Regions from separate parts of the Mus musculus genome. Here region 2 is linked to region 1. Evidence: chromatin contacts called from public promoter capture Hi-C data. All regions are on one chromosome and are shown on one strand. The core of a region is the stretch at or near the end of the contact, and the rest is flanking DNA. Distances in the headings are between cores, read along the strand shown.

Region 1 (7,578 bases), core at 1,919-4,418:
GATTTATAAAATTCAGCTTATTTCATGTGCTTCATAGAGCTGCAATTATAAGTACTATGGTTGATCCTTGGCCGTCTAATAAGTTCTAAAACCCATTACCATGTATACATTGAGGCTACAATCCCATTTCTCAGGAGCAGCTCCCAGTAAAACATTGAATGGATGTACGAGAGTTTAGCCAATTTCCAGTGGTGCCACCTTTGAGTAATGGATATAAGAAAACAAACTGAGCAATCCAGGGCAAGCAAGCCAGTAAGCATCACTCCTTCATGGCTTCTGCTTCAGTAAGTGCTTTTCCATTCCTGCCTTGGATTCCTGCCTTGACTTCCTCTAGAAGTGGAGTGTGACCAGAGAGTGGTAAGATGGAATCTTCCTCCTAAAGTTGCTTTTGCTCATCTTTAATTATAGTAATAGAAACCTTAACTAACACACAGGCATTTCTGCTGATTAAAATCCTAGCGTGCTGAACTCTGCCTGCCCCCAGCTTCATGCTGAGCTCTGTTCCTCCCAGAACGCCACTAAGATACTTCATACAACTTTTCCAGGCACAGACTCATACGTTTAGTATGTTGCATTTGGATCAAAAGAGTGAAAATATATGCGGGGCTCCCCACTTGTTCAGGAAACCATATGTATATTTGACACCATGGCCATCAGGAATGAGCCGCTTCTCATCAACCATTTCTTAAACTCATCTGCATTCAACTTGGTGCAACCTCATTCCTTTGGGATGTGGATCTTGTGATGGACAGGGAACTTGAGCTTCAGTCATGAGGCTTGATGTCCCATATTCTGCAGCTTGGTGCAGAATGACATAACAACCGACCTGGCAATGTGAATCATGGCCACTAGGGTTACCCAAAGGCATCACACATACCTGTCCAGAGCCTAGAATGGGACAGCATTGAGATCAGAGACTTGAATAACTGCCAGGAAATTGCCTCCAAGGTCCTTCAGAGCAACCCATATAGGCAACAGGCTCCATACACTACCAAGGAAGCTGCTGTTTGCAACCATCGCACACCATATCTCCATGGGGAAAGGACTAGTATATATGTCCAAATTCCTTATTGTAATTCTTGTTGTTACTAAAAGTTTTTCATAGTGTACTGTGCCTTTGAGTCTGTTCTTCAGTGTGTTCCCACTAACACCCACCAATTCAAATCACAGTGTTAGCAAAGAGTGGATTATCTGGGGAAAGGACTCAGCAAGTTTAGCAAGGAAGGGAGGGGAACAATTGGAAATGTTTAGTGACACGAAAGTACTGCAATGAATGAATCCTAATACTTCGAATGCTAAATTAAAAAAAAAAGGTGGGGGGGAAACTGTCATGAATTTGGGCAACAAGAGCCTCCTTAATGGTTGGTGGTACACGCCTTTAGACTTAGCACTCAGCAGGCAGAAGTGGGCAGATCCTGAGTTCAAGGCTAGCTTGGACTTTACTCCTGTCTCTAAGAGGAGGAGGAGGGAGAGAAGGAGGAGGAGGAGGGGGGAGGAGGAGGAGGAGGAGGAGGAGGAGGAGGAGGAGGAGGAGTGGCTCAGTTGTTCTTGCAGCGCAAAACCATCTGTAACTTCATTTCCAAGGGATCTGATGCCCTCTTCCGACCTTCTCTAGCACCAGGCAAGCATAGACAGGTATGCAGGAAAAAAATTATACATATTTTGAAGGAACTCTTGGTCAAAAGTCTATCTTGGGTAGGTCTCTCCAACTCTCCAAACGTTGCTTGGCAGACATTCAAGGCAGTTGTGTGGGTTAATAAACAGTTTTATAATTAGCATATATTCAGTACTTGTTGGTCAGTATCACCTGTGGCATCCTTCCAGCAAAATTACTTTCTGCGATAGTAGACGCTCCAATCAGCTGTGTGCAGATGTGCTTATGATTAATTTTTCTCAAGCTAACGTCCAGAGGATTGTTTTAAATGTGGCCGTGAACTATAGTTTTCGGGGTGGGGTGAAATGGACACAATCTCTAAAAGCTGTGAAGCTGAAAGCTTTCAGGGGAACCATAGAACATTTAAGGAAGAAACACACATGCACGCTCACACGCGCGCACACTTTTCCAGAGTTGATTTAGAACTTCTATTGTTAGGAAAAGGTGTGTTAAGTAGCTAAAGGCTTCTCCAGCTCCTACCTAAGCCTTCTTGAGGAGGGATTGCAGGCATCAGTCACTATTCTCGGCCGAGGACTTTACATGAGATAGGCCAGTACAATATTGAATGGTTGAATCCAAATTTATACTTACATGTCTTGCCTTAAAGATGAGGAAAGGTCTTAACACTTTCCCTATGCAATTGTAAACATGTATTATTTGGGCCAAGGAGACAGCACATTTGTGTGGCATAAAACATAGCATTTGTGACCGAGCTTACCCTTCCGCCTGGTGGCAGTGTGTGCTCCACCACAAGTTAAAAGTAGGGATCATGTGAAAATTCCTGACTAAATTTATAAAACTATATTGGTTCATTGGTTCAGCTTTGCAGAAGTAAAGAATGCTGCTCCAACGGGAACGTGCTGGCACCACAAAGGCGTTAGATGTAGCAGTGTGTTTTTACCAACCGTCATAACAAATATTTGCTGAGCTGCCAAGCACGGTTTGCGTTTCTGGGATACATCCAGGGACGAGACACAGATTCCCGGTTACTCCGTGCAGTCGTGCCTAGATCATTCGGAAAAGAGTTCTAGGACGTTCTTTGCAAAATCAACACGACGTGTTTCCAAGAGCCCAGGAACGTGGCCGACTAAACGGTGAACCGGGTTCAGCCCCACTGCAGCCGACCTGAAACTCACTTTTGCAAACCTCTTTTATTTCCACCCTCTAGAGTTGTACCCGGCGTGGCTGGCCAGACTGTCAAAGACGTAACGCAAAGAGTCCTCCTCTAATTTTTTTCTGCCGGGAATCTGGAACCCTCGTGAGACAAAGGCGCCTGTGTGACTCCTCTGTCCAATAGACACTTCTGCGACTCCTCAGGGCAGCCGGTCGTCCCCGAGCCAAGGACAAGACTCGCAGCGCGGCCAAGGGTGAGCCATCCAAGGAGAGGCGCGCATGCGCCCCCGCGTGGCTCGGCGCGCTCCTAGCATCCGGTCCCGAGCTGATCAGTCCTACGGAACCTCCGCCGCGGGTTCCGCGTTTCCGGGGGAAGAGGGACGAGAAGGACCGGGACGCCGAGCTACCTTGGCTACTTCGGGAAGCCATGGCTACCGCGGTGGGAAGGCTGGTTCTTCGGCGGCCCGGCGCGGGCGGCGGGGCTCGCTGGAGTGAGTTTTTTGTGTTCCCGGTGTGGGAAGACAATCTGGGGTGCAGGAATCAGGGAAAGAGAAGGGATGCGGGCATGGGCGGCTCTTGTGGGGGGTTTTAGGAGCCCCAGTCTTCGGCAAACATGTCCCCATCTCCCAGGGAGTGAGGACTCGCGCTTGCCTAGCCAAGTCCCTTGCTTTGGGGTGTGGAAGAAAAGTTCAGCATTTCTCATGCTAGCTATTGATCGTTTGGACACGGGGATTCCGCCTTCCTGGAGCGTTCTCCTCCCCTCCAGACCGTTTCCAACTACAACTTTGCTCTCCTTCCCAATCGAGTCTGGTTTTAGGACGCCACTGAGGAAATCGGTGGTGATGTGAGAGTAAATCAGAGCCCAGCGTTTTTGTTTTTTGTTTTTTCGTTGTTGGATCCTAAATTATTAACATTATAAAGTGGTTCAAGTTTGCCTCAGTCGAATTTTTGACTTATGTTCTGCAAAATTCTACCGTTTTCAATACTTGTTACAGGTCCAGAGTAAACTACGTACTTTGCTTTCTTAATAGGATTTATAGCGACGTCGCCAGCTGCCGAGCTGTCACCCACGGAGCTGACAGAAATGCGGAATGATCTGTTTAACAGAGAGAAAAGCAGGCAGTTATCGTTAACCCCCCGAACGGAGAAGATCGAAGTTAAGCATGTTGGGAAAACTGATCCCGGCACTGTCTTCGTGATGAATAAAAACATCTCAACCCCTTACAGTTGTGCCATGCGTAAGCAGCAGAACAATGTTGACCATTTTACACGCGCTGTGCAGAGCACTGCAGAGGGGAACATGCTGTCATTACTTGGCGAAGCTGTAGAATTTATTTGCAGCCATTTTGCCACCCACTGTCCCCTTTGTTTTGTGGGTACGGTGGGTATCGTAGCATTTCTCTGCTGTACAGGTTGTCTCCCTAGTTTGTCTGAATATGACTATGTAATATGCATGTTCTGGGAGCATTTATCTAGCAGGTCTCATTAAAGTATTTTGAGGGTTGTTTTTTTGGTTTGTTTTGGTTTGTTTTTTTCTTGAGTTTTCATTTATTCTACCTTTATCTTTTTAGTTTTTTTTTTCCCCCCGAGTATATGTCTCATCTCCTTCCTACTTGTCCCATGTTGTGGTTTTATCTAGTATAGGTACTAAATGTGTGAATGGAAACATAAGTATAGTGAATGCTGACGTTAATTGTTTTGTTTCTATTGTTAGAGAGGTCGTTGGCTGTAAAGGTACTGATAGGATTTGGATAGGGCTTCCATAGATAGGATATTTAAACTGAAATATCTCCCGAATAGTAGATAGGCACGGTTGGCTGTTGTTTAGCTTTTTAAAAGACTCTGTAATAGTACCATTAGGGTAATTGACAGCATTGGTTCTAGGTAAGGCTCTGATGTGTACTCAGTCTCCACTCTGGCAGTTAAACAAGCACTGGTGATAATGACTCATTTGATTTTCATGTATTTCGTAGCACATGCTGTGTGGTAGACAGTAGGGGATTATAGAGGAGAGTAAGACAAGCCTAAGGCCCTAATGGGACTCTGTACACACCATATGCAGAGATGAAGTTTCTGAGCCACCCCCATCACGACCTCTAAGACCTTTGTTATGGAACGTATGTACTAATTGATATGTCAGACTCTAGTTTGATAATTTTTGTGAATATGTGTAAAATATGTATTCAGGGTTAGAATTTTCTTAGATAATGGAACTGATTAGAGGTCATTGGTTTACAATCAATTCACATTTATAATTTTACAGAGGTAACTATACTATTTAATTTGAAATGTCCGTGTCATGAGAGAGTGGAAGAAAGGTGGTTTGGGGGCAAGACTCTAGGTTAATTTAAGCAGATTTATGTGTGTGTGTGCAGATACTGTACTTGGTGGGTTTTGTGTGTCATCTCGACACAAGCTATCGTCATCAGAGAGAAAGGAGCCTCAACTGTCTCTATGAGATCCAGCTGTAAGGCATTTTTCTCAATTAATGATCAGTTGGGGAGGGCTCAGTCCATGGTGGGTGGTGCCATCCTGGGCTGCTGGTCCTGGGTTCTGTAAGAAAGCAGGCTGAGCAAGGCATGAGAAGCAAGCCAGTATGCAGCACCTCTCCGTGGTTTCTGCACCAGCTCCTGCCCCTCAGGACCCAGCCCTGCTGGCCTTTCCCCAGTGATGGATTATGATTCTGGACGTATAAGCCGAATAAACCTTTCCCTCCTCAACTGACTTTTTGGTTATGGAGTTTTATGGCAGAAATAGAAGCCTAGACTCAGACAGATATATTTTCCTTTTCTTTTAAATTGTGGGTACATCAATCCATGGATTCACGTTGTTTCTCTTTAAATATTTGCTTATAGCTCTTTGAAGATTGTTTTGTTAATTGTAGATTAAATTCAGACTAGACTTAGCTTTAATAGATATTGTTAAAGGTTTTGGTAATTTTGTTAAAAATGACTTTGCATGTGGATTTTTAAAAAAAAATTCACATATATATGTATACACACACACACACACATATATATGTCATAAATACATAATATTTCTGCAAAAGTAATCCCCAGAATTTTGCTTCAATTGTTCTGTTTCATAATGTAGTGCTTAAGCATGTAATCTTTCATTGTGGATTTTTTCACATTTCTATCATAAATCAATTTTCCATCCCTAGATCTGAGTGAGTGGTACTGCAGTAAGTCCATCCTGGCTCTTGTGGACGGACAACCGTGGGACATGTATAAGCCTCTGACCAAGTCTTGTGAGATCAAATTTCTTACTTTCAAAGACCCTGACCCAAAAGAAGTGAATAAGGTATTTTCCTGTCTCCTCCATTTTTTTCTTCTTCTAAATCAACCTATGTGCAATGGAGTATATAGTCTAAAAATACAGACAAACTCATATGTGGTATTCTACTAAATAGTGTTTTACTAGGTATTTTTGTAGTTCAAAATACTGGTGGTACCAACTTGTCTGTGTTTGGATTGACCGCATGTCATTTGTGCTCATAACTTTGGATAACCCTCTAAATCATCGGGAGTCCCACTCCTACTGACATAACTTGAATTTGTTCTGAAATCACCGTCTTCAGTGGATGGTTTTGGTAACTTTTTGAGTCTGTCCCACCCTCAACCTCCTGACTTTTACTGCTTAAAACACCACCTTTTATAGTTGTATTAAGTTTTATTACTGACGTTACGGGGTGTCTATATCTTTTATCTCTGAAGAGCCTGCCTTCGAGTTAAAGCTGCCATAGCTTTCTGGTGTCCACACAATGGGCCTCCAGCCTGCTGCTTTAGTATTGCCACCGGCAGGACCTTTTCCCCTCTTCCTTGCCGGATCCTGGCGATTTACACTTTATTATCTTCCCTGCTTTGCTGATGCTCTTCCTTCAGTGTAGACCACTAGTTCCCCTTTGAAATCGTGGTTTTATCTTATGGTTCTATCTATGGTTCAGTTAAAGCCATCTGCTCTGTGGAACCTACTAGGATTCTGCTAGACAAAATTCTTCAGGCTTTAGCATCCCCTGGCTAGTGTCTATAGACACAGCATTTTATATTGTTGTTGGACACACTAGATTCCTGCTTCTGTAAATGTAGAGATAATTCCTTCCTGGATCTGGTTCTTGACTTCAGATGGTAATAAACATCTGTTGAAATGACATACTTAGTGGCTGGAGAGACCGCTCAGTGGCTGGGAGCACTTGCTGCTCTTGCAGAGGACCTAGGTTCATTTCTCAGCACCCATGTGGTAGTTAACCCCCACCTGTGGTAACTCCAGTTTGCGGGGCTTCTGGCCTCCTCAGATACCCACATGCAGGAACACTAAATACACATACAATATAAAAGGAGAAATGACGAAGAAGCAGATGACAGAAGCATTAGCAGGGGTAACACTGAGTGTTTAATAAAGTGATTTCTAGGTGGTCGCTTCATCTCAAACTCTAGAGAGCAGGTGCTTTTCTTCCCACTTTCCCGTGAGTAAATGTCAAAGAGAGCTGCCACAGCTTGACCAATGTTACTGCTTATGAAGTGGTAACGTCTGGACGTGAACCCAGGTACTTTGGCAAAAGCATAGTAGGTTTTGATTGTATTGTGTCATGGGTGCAGTGGGAGAACGGGCAGGAGCTGGAAGAACGTGTGCTAAGCAAAGCGCTGGTTTAAGCGTTAATGCTGTAGAGACTTTGGTGGATCATCGTGTGCTGCACTGTGTGTGTTTCCTCCTTCAGGCGTATTGGCGTTCTTGTGCCATGATGCTGGGCTGTGTAATCGAAAGGGCATTCAAAGATGACTATGTGGTCAGCCTGGTCAGAGCACCGGAAG
Region 2 (7,578 bases), core at 2,281-4,780, 2.8 Mb before region 1:
CCCTCTCCCTCTCCCTCTCTCTCTCTCTCTCTCTCTCTCTCTCCCCCTCCCTCCCTCCCTCCCTCCCTCCCTCCCTCCCCCCCCTCTCTCTTTCTCTGCCTACTTGTGGATCAAGACGTGAGCTCTTAGCTCTCAGGTTTGCCCTGCCAATGTACTCTAGCCCTCTGAAACTGCAAGACCCAGTGAACGCTTTTCTTTTATAAATTGTCTTGTTCGTGGAGTTTTGACAATGGAAAAGTAAAAAAGACACCCTATCTCCAAAATAACAAACATCTATCTGATTTTAGATTAACTGATGGAATTCAGTGGGACATTCAGTTTTGAAGTATACGGGTTTGAAGATGATCTTAAAAATTAGAATCATCATTTCAGAACTTTAAAAATTTAACATAGGAAGAATTTACTATTTTTCAATTAATTACATGTATTTATTTATTCTCTTTCTTTGTGTGTGTGTGTGTGTGTGTGTGTGTGTGCGCGCGCGCGTGTGTTCACGTCAGCTTGAGGGAGTTGATTCTATAACTTCAGCATATGGGTCCCAGAGATTGAACTCTGATATTCTCGCTCAGCAGGAAGTGCCTTTACCTGATAAGCCATCTCTCCAGCCAGAATCTACAGTTTGCTGTGTGAGCTACAAAACACACAAACACACACACACACAAAACCACACTATTAGTAACACAATGCCAAAGCATAAAACATTGGAGTGTCTTACATTATTATATACAGATGTAATTAAAAAAACAAAAAACAAGAACGAGAGGCTCACTAGAACGCTCCTGCTCACTAGTTGGTGCACATGAGGAAGCTCCTGGTTTAGTTCCCTGATTCCTCCATCCTTCCCAGTGATAGAGATTCAATCCAGGTTTGCTTGTTGGTTTAGATTTATTTATTTATTTTGTGTATATTAATACACTATGGTTGTCTTCAGACACACACCAGAGAGGACATCAGATCCCATCACAGATGGTTGTGAGCCACCATGTGGTAGCTGGGAATTGAACTCAAGACCTCTGGAAGAGCAGGCAGTGCTCTGAATCACTGAGTCATTTCTCCAGCCCCAACTAGCCTGCTTTCTTTATATAATACAAGACCACCAGCCCAGGGATGGCACCATCCAGCATGAGCTGACCCCACCACACACACACACACACACACCACACATACACACACATACACACACACCACTCACACACACACACACACACGCACACACCACACATACACACACACCACACATACACACACACCACTCACACACACACACACACACACATATACACACACCACTCACACACACACACACCACACACACACACATATACACATATACACGCACACACGCACACACATACACACACACACACACCCCATTGATCACCAATTGAGAAAAATGCCTTACAGTTGGATCTAACGGAGGCATTTTCTCAAAGGCGGCTCCTTCCTCTCTAATGACTCTAACTTGTGTCAAGTTGACACTCAAAACCAGCCAGTACATAGCGTTTAACCCAAATTACACAAAATTAACAAATCTCCGTTCAAAAGGAATAATTGGCAATTAAAAACTAAGTCTTTGATGAATTAACACATAGTTGATTGGAATTGCTTTTAATTCTTCCCATTTCCCACTTGTGCAAGGTCGACTTTTACTTTAAACTTTTGATGAAAATTTATCCACTGTCTTGAACTCGTTTAGTTTTTCAGGATCTAGTTATCAATTTTTGCCAAGATTTAGATCCTCTTAGTTACTTTTAACAAATCAGGTATAATTTTAAATCCCCTCTCACTATTTTGTGTCAGTTATACCCATAAGTGATGCTGAGACAACGGGTTTTAGTTTTTCCTAGCAAATCCATGAGGGAATCTTCGACTGTCTTACCTCTCAGGTGTCATGTACTTTGCAGACATAGAATCCACATAGAAGTTTAAACAGAGTCACCCAATGATTGTTTTTAATGGGTATCGTAGTAACCATTGATTGTTAATATTATAAATCAAACTATTTAACATTAATATAAAAATATAGCAGTGAACACTGAAGGCTAACATAACATTATTGAAAATGTCTCTCTTGAGGACTGATATTCTCAATTTTTTCCCCAAATATTTTATATGTGGCTTAGTGGACGACAAAGAGTGTAAGTGGCTCCTTGTGCTTTTCACATTCATACTGTGACATACTGAACACCCAGCAGGCCTTCACAGCTCCCCACAGGAAGAGGAGACAGCTCTGTATTACTATGAAAACACTTGCGTAGTCATGGGCCCTGAAAGGGCGTTGGAGAGCCTCGGAGGTGTCAAAACCAATCTTTGAGAACCACTGAACGTTTGCTCTGTCTTCCAATATAATTGGCTCACTTACCTTGTGTTCGGTGACAAGAAAGTATTTTCATGGTTACATTTTTTTTTCCTTTTTCTTTTCTTTTCTTTTTCTTGGATATTTTCTTTATTTACATTTCAAATGTTTTCCACTTTTCAGGTCTCCCCTTCGGAAACCCCCTATCCCATCCCCACTCCTCCTGCCTCCATGAGGGTGCTCCCCCACCCACCCACTCCCATCCTCCCACCCTGGCATTTCCCTACAAATGGTGCATTGAACACCCTAAGGCCTGAGGGCCTCTCTTCCCACTGATGTACAACAAGGCCATCCTCTGCCACATATGTGGCCAGTGCCATGGGTTGCTCCATGTTTAGTCTTTGGTTGGTTGTCCTGTCCCTGGGAGCTCTAGGGGAACTGGCCTGTTGACACTGTTGCTCCCTCCATGGGGCTCCAAACCCCTTCAGCTCCTTCAGTCCCATGGTTACATATTTAAAATGTTTAATAGAAAAAAAAATTGCAGTTGATAGTACGGTTGCAATTATGAGTCTGTCCCAATGTAAAGAAAATCTTAATTTCTCTATGTCCAACGACTCACCAAAGCGTTTCATATTTTTCTGCAAGGGCAGGAGATGCTTCCATTTTTTTGTATTTTTTTATTGTAAGAGTGTTTTACTTTCTCTATGAAGTTATTCTATTTACATAGAAATGTTTGTGAAAAAGATTCTGGGGGAGTAGAGAATATCTATATAGATATATAGATATAGATAAAGTGGTTAACTATTCCCACTTTGTAATCTGCCCATCTAGGGTAGAAATCGTCGCTGTAATATCTATTGGCCTGGTGACCTCTGCGTACCACTGAATTGTGGTTATCAACTTCCCTTCCATAAAATGGAGATTAATATTCATTCTTAAATTTGACCAATAACAAAGATAACTGCACTTAAGCAAACCGCTTAGCTCTGCTACGCACGTGCAGTCCACGCGTTGCAATCCTCCATGCTATTTCAAAGATCACCTTCGAGCCTTCAGTGCTTCCCAGTGACCAACACAGAGGATGTCCATTGGTAGTTTATAGGGGCGAGGGCGGGTGAGCTTGGAGAAGAAAAGGCTAACCTGCCCCGGTGCTGGGTCTGCAGGATTAAGTTTAAGTGAAGGATAAGACGTTGGGTGTCCGCCACCGAAATATCACAAGCCAAACGTCCTAACCAAAGTTTACTCATTAACTTAGGACAAGGGACACGAAGGGAGCATGCACGCTCTGGGTTCGGCCTGATCGTCCGCTTTGATCGGGAATCGGCAGATCAGGTCTGTCTGCTGGAACCTCTGGTTCTCGCGATATTTCAGAGACGCTGCAGGTTGAAGGGGCGGGGCGACCGGAAGTAGGGGGACGCGAGGCGGCGCCGAGGCCCATTCCCAGCAGGCAGTGCGCGGCGCCCCTTGCTTCCTCGGCGTCTCGGAGCGAGCGCGTGAGCGGTGGACTGCGGCCGAGCCATGGCGCTTCACGTCCCCAAGGCCCCGGGCTTTGCCCAGATGCTCAAGGATGGAGCCAAAGTAGGTGGCGTGGAGGGACTGTACGGTGGGAGGGTGGGTCTGCGCCTGTGGCGACCGCGACAGGCCTGCGGGCGGGCGGCCGCGCCGCGATCGGGATGGAGAAGGTTCTAGAAAGGGAAGCGTGCTCTGGATGCCGGCTCGCTGGAACTGGTGGGCATTTCTGTTATTCCCCCGGCGGCTTCGGGTTTGCATCCCAGCTCCCCACGCCCCTGTCTGCGGCATGGAGCCCACGGGCGCCGCCCTTAACGCGAGCTGGCGATGCGTTAATGAACTTGGACGGAATTGGTAACGGGTGGTTGGAGGGCCGGGGATTGTAGGATGGAGATGACACGAGTCCGGCATGGTCACTCCTGGGCCTGCCCTTGGTTGCTTCCTTCCAGACACGTCCGATCCCCACTGCTCTACTGAAAACTCTCCTCTGGACGTTCTGTTTCCTTTACCTTTTCTGAGTTGAGACCGGGCCGAAGGCTGTTAACTGTCTTTTCACTCTGACTGTCCGATGTCGTAGCCTACAGGATAAATGAAGCCCCACCCCAGATCGAATAGGCCGTAGTTTCAGGAGTGATTTTTTTTTTTTTTTTAAAGCGGTCACATTGCTTATGGAGCGATTTGTCCTGAGTTCCCCAAGCTGCCAGATAACGTTTGTTTTGTCTTTCATATTTTTACAAGTTGTAGAAATAGCGGATTCTTAGCAGTACAGAGAGGTGGTGTCCCCTTTGTAGTGATAACTGGCATACTGAATGGATGTCAGGGCTTAATGTAAGTTAGTAAGTTCTGCAAATGACACTGTTAACCTTTTGAGGGGTAGCAACAGCTTCCAGTTTCCATCTTTTCCTCCATCACTCTGGCTGAGGACATGATACATTTAAAGGATTTCTGTCACAGGCTAGCATTTCAGCACAGAGATACTTTGTGTAAATCGGTACTGATGGAGGCTATAGTGAAGACAAGTTTTTTTAAAGTACCCCCATCCCCCAAATTTAGGTTAAAAGCTAGTACTAGTAGGCTGGGATTGTAGTTTAATGGTAGATTGCTTTCTTGTGTTCAATCCCTGGAAAAGGCAGAAGGAAGAATAGTTGTTATTTAGCTAGGTGAGTAATAATCTGCCAAGTAGGAGCTATTGATTATCCCATTAGTTTACAGATAGGAAAGAGAGCCAGGCCCAGTGGGGGAAACTGAGGCTGTCTGATGACTGCCTGTGTGATCCTGGCTGTTTCTTAGAAGCATACTCAACAGAGGTATCCTGCGGTAGAAAACTCTTAACTTGGTTATCATGCCTAAGCAGACATTTTCTTTTTCAGCATTTCTCGGGATTAGAAGAGGCTGTGTATAGAAATATACAGGCCTGCAAGGAGCTTGCTCAGACTACTCGCACAGCGTACGGACCAAATGGTAATGACCAAGTTCAGGCTGTGTGGTGTGACTGTTAGCGTAGAGAGCGGGCCTCACGTGTTTTATGGTCGGTGGCATTGATGTGCCTCTCACTTTCAGTCAGGAATGCAGCTTTCTGGGAAAAGAGAAATTGGAAACGATGCTGTTACCCTGTTAGGTCCTAGGGAAGTCCAGCATCCTCACTAGTGGCCAGTACTATTGTGGAAAGGCTCAGCAGTCTGCAGAAAACAGCACGGCATCAGGAAGCTCTTCCTTCCCTTTAACCACCAGTTGAATTAGAGATGCACACAAAGAGATTACGGAAGAAACCAAATGTGTTTCTAAGCATATTGATTTTAGTGTTAATTCCTGTTTATTAAGCACGTCTTACATGCTAAGCATGTTGGTGTTTAGTCAGGGAAGCCCATGGGGCTATGATGCTGATCTAAACAGATGGTGTGTTCTGGGGCTAAACATCAGTACGGCTTCTTGCCGGAGTTTTCCTGGGTTGTTTGCAGAATATTTGAATAATAATGGAACCTTTTTTTTTTTCTTTGCAACTACTTTTAAGGAATGAATAAAATGGTCATCAATCGCCTGGAGAAGTTGTTTGTGACAAACGATGCAGCGACTATTTTAAGAGAGCTAGAAGTAAGTTTTGTTTCAAAACCATCAAAAACCCATGACTCTGACATAGGTGAAACTGTATTCAATCTAGAGGACGAAAGGCTGTTTCTTCCTCCACTTTATTGTGAAGATTTATAAGTGACCTTTCTAGGTTTTCCATTTTGGCTACTCAAACTCTTAAATTGTCTGTGGGTGGGTGGGTTGAGGAGTATTTCTCTGATGATGATGAGATTTATTATTCTATAGATTGATTCTAATGTGAATTCTCCAGCAGTATAAACTGGTAAATATTGATACTTTATTTTACATAACCTTTTGGCATTTTCCTTTTTTCCCTGAAGTTTTGTTGTCCAAGAGGGTGTGGAATAGATACTTGGAGCAGGATAAGAGGGCTGTGATGCCCATCTCTCGCTCCATTAAACCTGTGGTTTAGTATTGGAGGAGGGGGTAAATAGTGTTTTTTAAAAAATGAGAAAAATTCACATTTCTCTAACAGCTTAAAGAATATGCTAAGAAAAATCTACCTTCACAAATATTTGTGGAGGAATTTTTCATGGTAAATGAAATGAGGAGGACTGGAGTTGAGTGCAGACTCCTCTTGATCAGTTCCCAGCACCCACATCAGGCAGTCCACACAGAGCATGGAATCCTAGTTTAGAGTGACCCGCCACCCCCTTCCAGTCTCTAGGCACCTATTCACACATAGCCACACACAGACACACACAAAAATAAAAATGACCTTCAGAATAACAGAGCTGTGGTGTTGACTTAAAGGGGGACGTAGTCTTTGATTTATAAATGTGGCCTGGGGAGATAGCTCAGTGATGCAGCTCTTGAGCCTAACAAACACAAAGCCCCAGGTTCTGTCCCCATTGCTGAAAATTTAAATTGAACAGTGTCTAAGAGTAATTCCTAAGAATTGAATTTTGTGGCTTTTTAAAAATACTTTGAAGCTTGGGTGTAGGTGCCTGTCTAGGCTTTGATTGCCGACGCTGTATAAACCTGTATAAAAGTGTGGTGGCTTCTGCATGCGGTCAGCACTCAGGAGATGGGGGGGGGGGGCAAAAGGATCCGAAGTTCAAAGTCAACGTCGGCTAGAGTCTGACTGTGTGTACTATCTCAGAGAGAGAGTCTGACTGTGTGTACTATCTCAGAGAGAGTCTGACTGCGTGTACTATCTCAGAGAGAGAGTCTGACTGCGTGTACTATCTCAGAGAGAGAGTCTGACTGCGTGTACTATCTCAGAGAGAGTCTGACTGTGTGTACTATCTCAGAGAGAGTCTGACTGCGTGTACTATCTCAGAGAGAGTCTGACTGTGTGTACTATCTCAGAGAGAGAGTCTGACTGCGTGTAGTATCTCAGAGAGAGAGTCTGACTGCGTGTTGTACTATCTCAGAGAGAAAAGAAAAAGGGGAGTCATGGGTTCCTCAAACAAGAGCATGTTTAGATGTATAAGTGGTATTAAAACTGCCTATGTTTTATTTCTTGTAAAACCTTTGGTTTGTTTTTGAGACAGGGTCTCTGTTCAGGATGTCATGGGCTGGCTCTGTAGACCAGGCTGGCTTGGAACTCTAGATCCCCTCCTGTCTGTGCCTCCTGAATGCTGTAATTAAAGGTGTGCCCCAACAGGCCTGACAAAACATTGTTTAAGTGTTAAAAAGCCAATATATGGAGAAAATTGGCAACATAGTGTATCAGACATGAA

Evidence for each region. Promoter capture Hi-C pulls out the DNA fragments that hold promoters and counts their contacts.
Region 2: a promoter capture Hi-C map of liver shows a contact between it and region 1, with 14 times the contacts expected there. The contact joins the promoter of B130034C11Rik here to the promoter of Mrpl39 in region 1. A contact is called at or near these places in 7 of 39 promoter capture datasets (the 3T3-L1 cell line, 3T3-L1-derived adipocytes, embryonic stem cells and 3 more), 4 of 484 Hi-C or Micro-C datasets (B cells, CD4 T cells, cardiomyocytes and 1 more), 3 of 115 datasets of contacts at active chromatin or transcription factors (astrocytes, embryonic stem cells and large pre-B cells) and 2 of 9 other capture datasets (embryonic stem cells and liver).

The regions. Positions count from the first base shown.
Region 1 is chr16:84,730,834-84,738,411 of GRCm38.p6, reverse strand. It overlaps Mrpl39 (mitochondrial ribosomal protein L39), which reads left to right and starts at 3,168. Exons shown (of 10, transcript NM_017404.5): 1 at 3,168-3,258; 2 at 3,799-4,005; 3 at 5,931-6,070; 4 at 7,485-7,578. The coding sequence starts at 3,195. It also overlaps the pseudogene Gm26153.
Region 2 is chr16:87,492,025-87,499,602 of GRCm38.p6, reverse strand. B130034C11Rik (RIKEN cDNA B130034C11 gene) reads right to left here and starts at 3,530. Exons shown (of 3, transcript NR_040375.1): 1 at 3,294-3,530. It overlaps Cct8 (chaperonin containing Tcp1, subunit 8 (theta)), which reads left to right and starts at 3,734. Exons shown (of 15, transcript NM_009840.3): 1 at 3,734-3,874; 2 at 5,176-5,266; 3 at 5,817-5,896. The coding sequence starts at 3,815.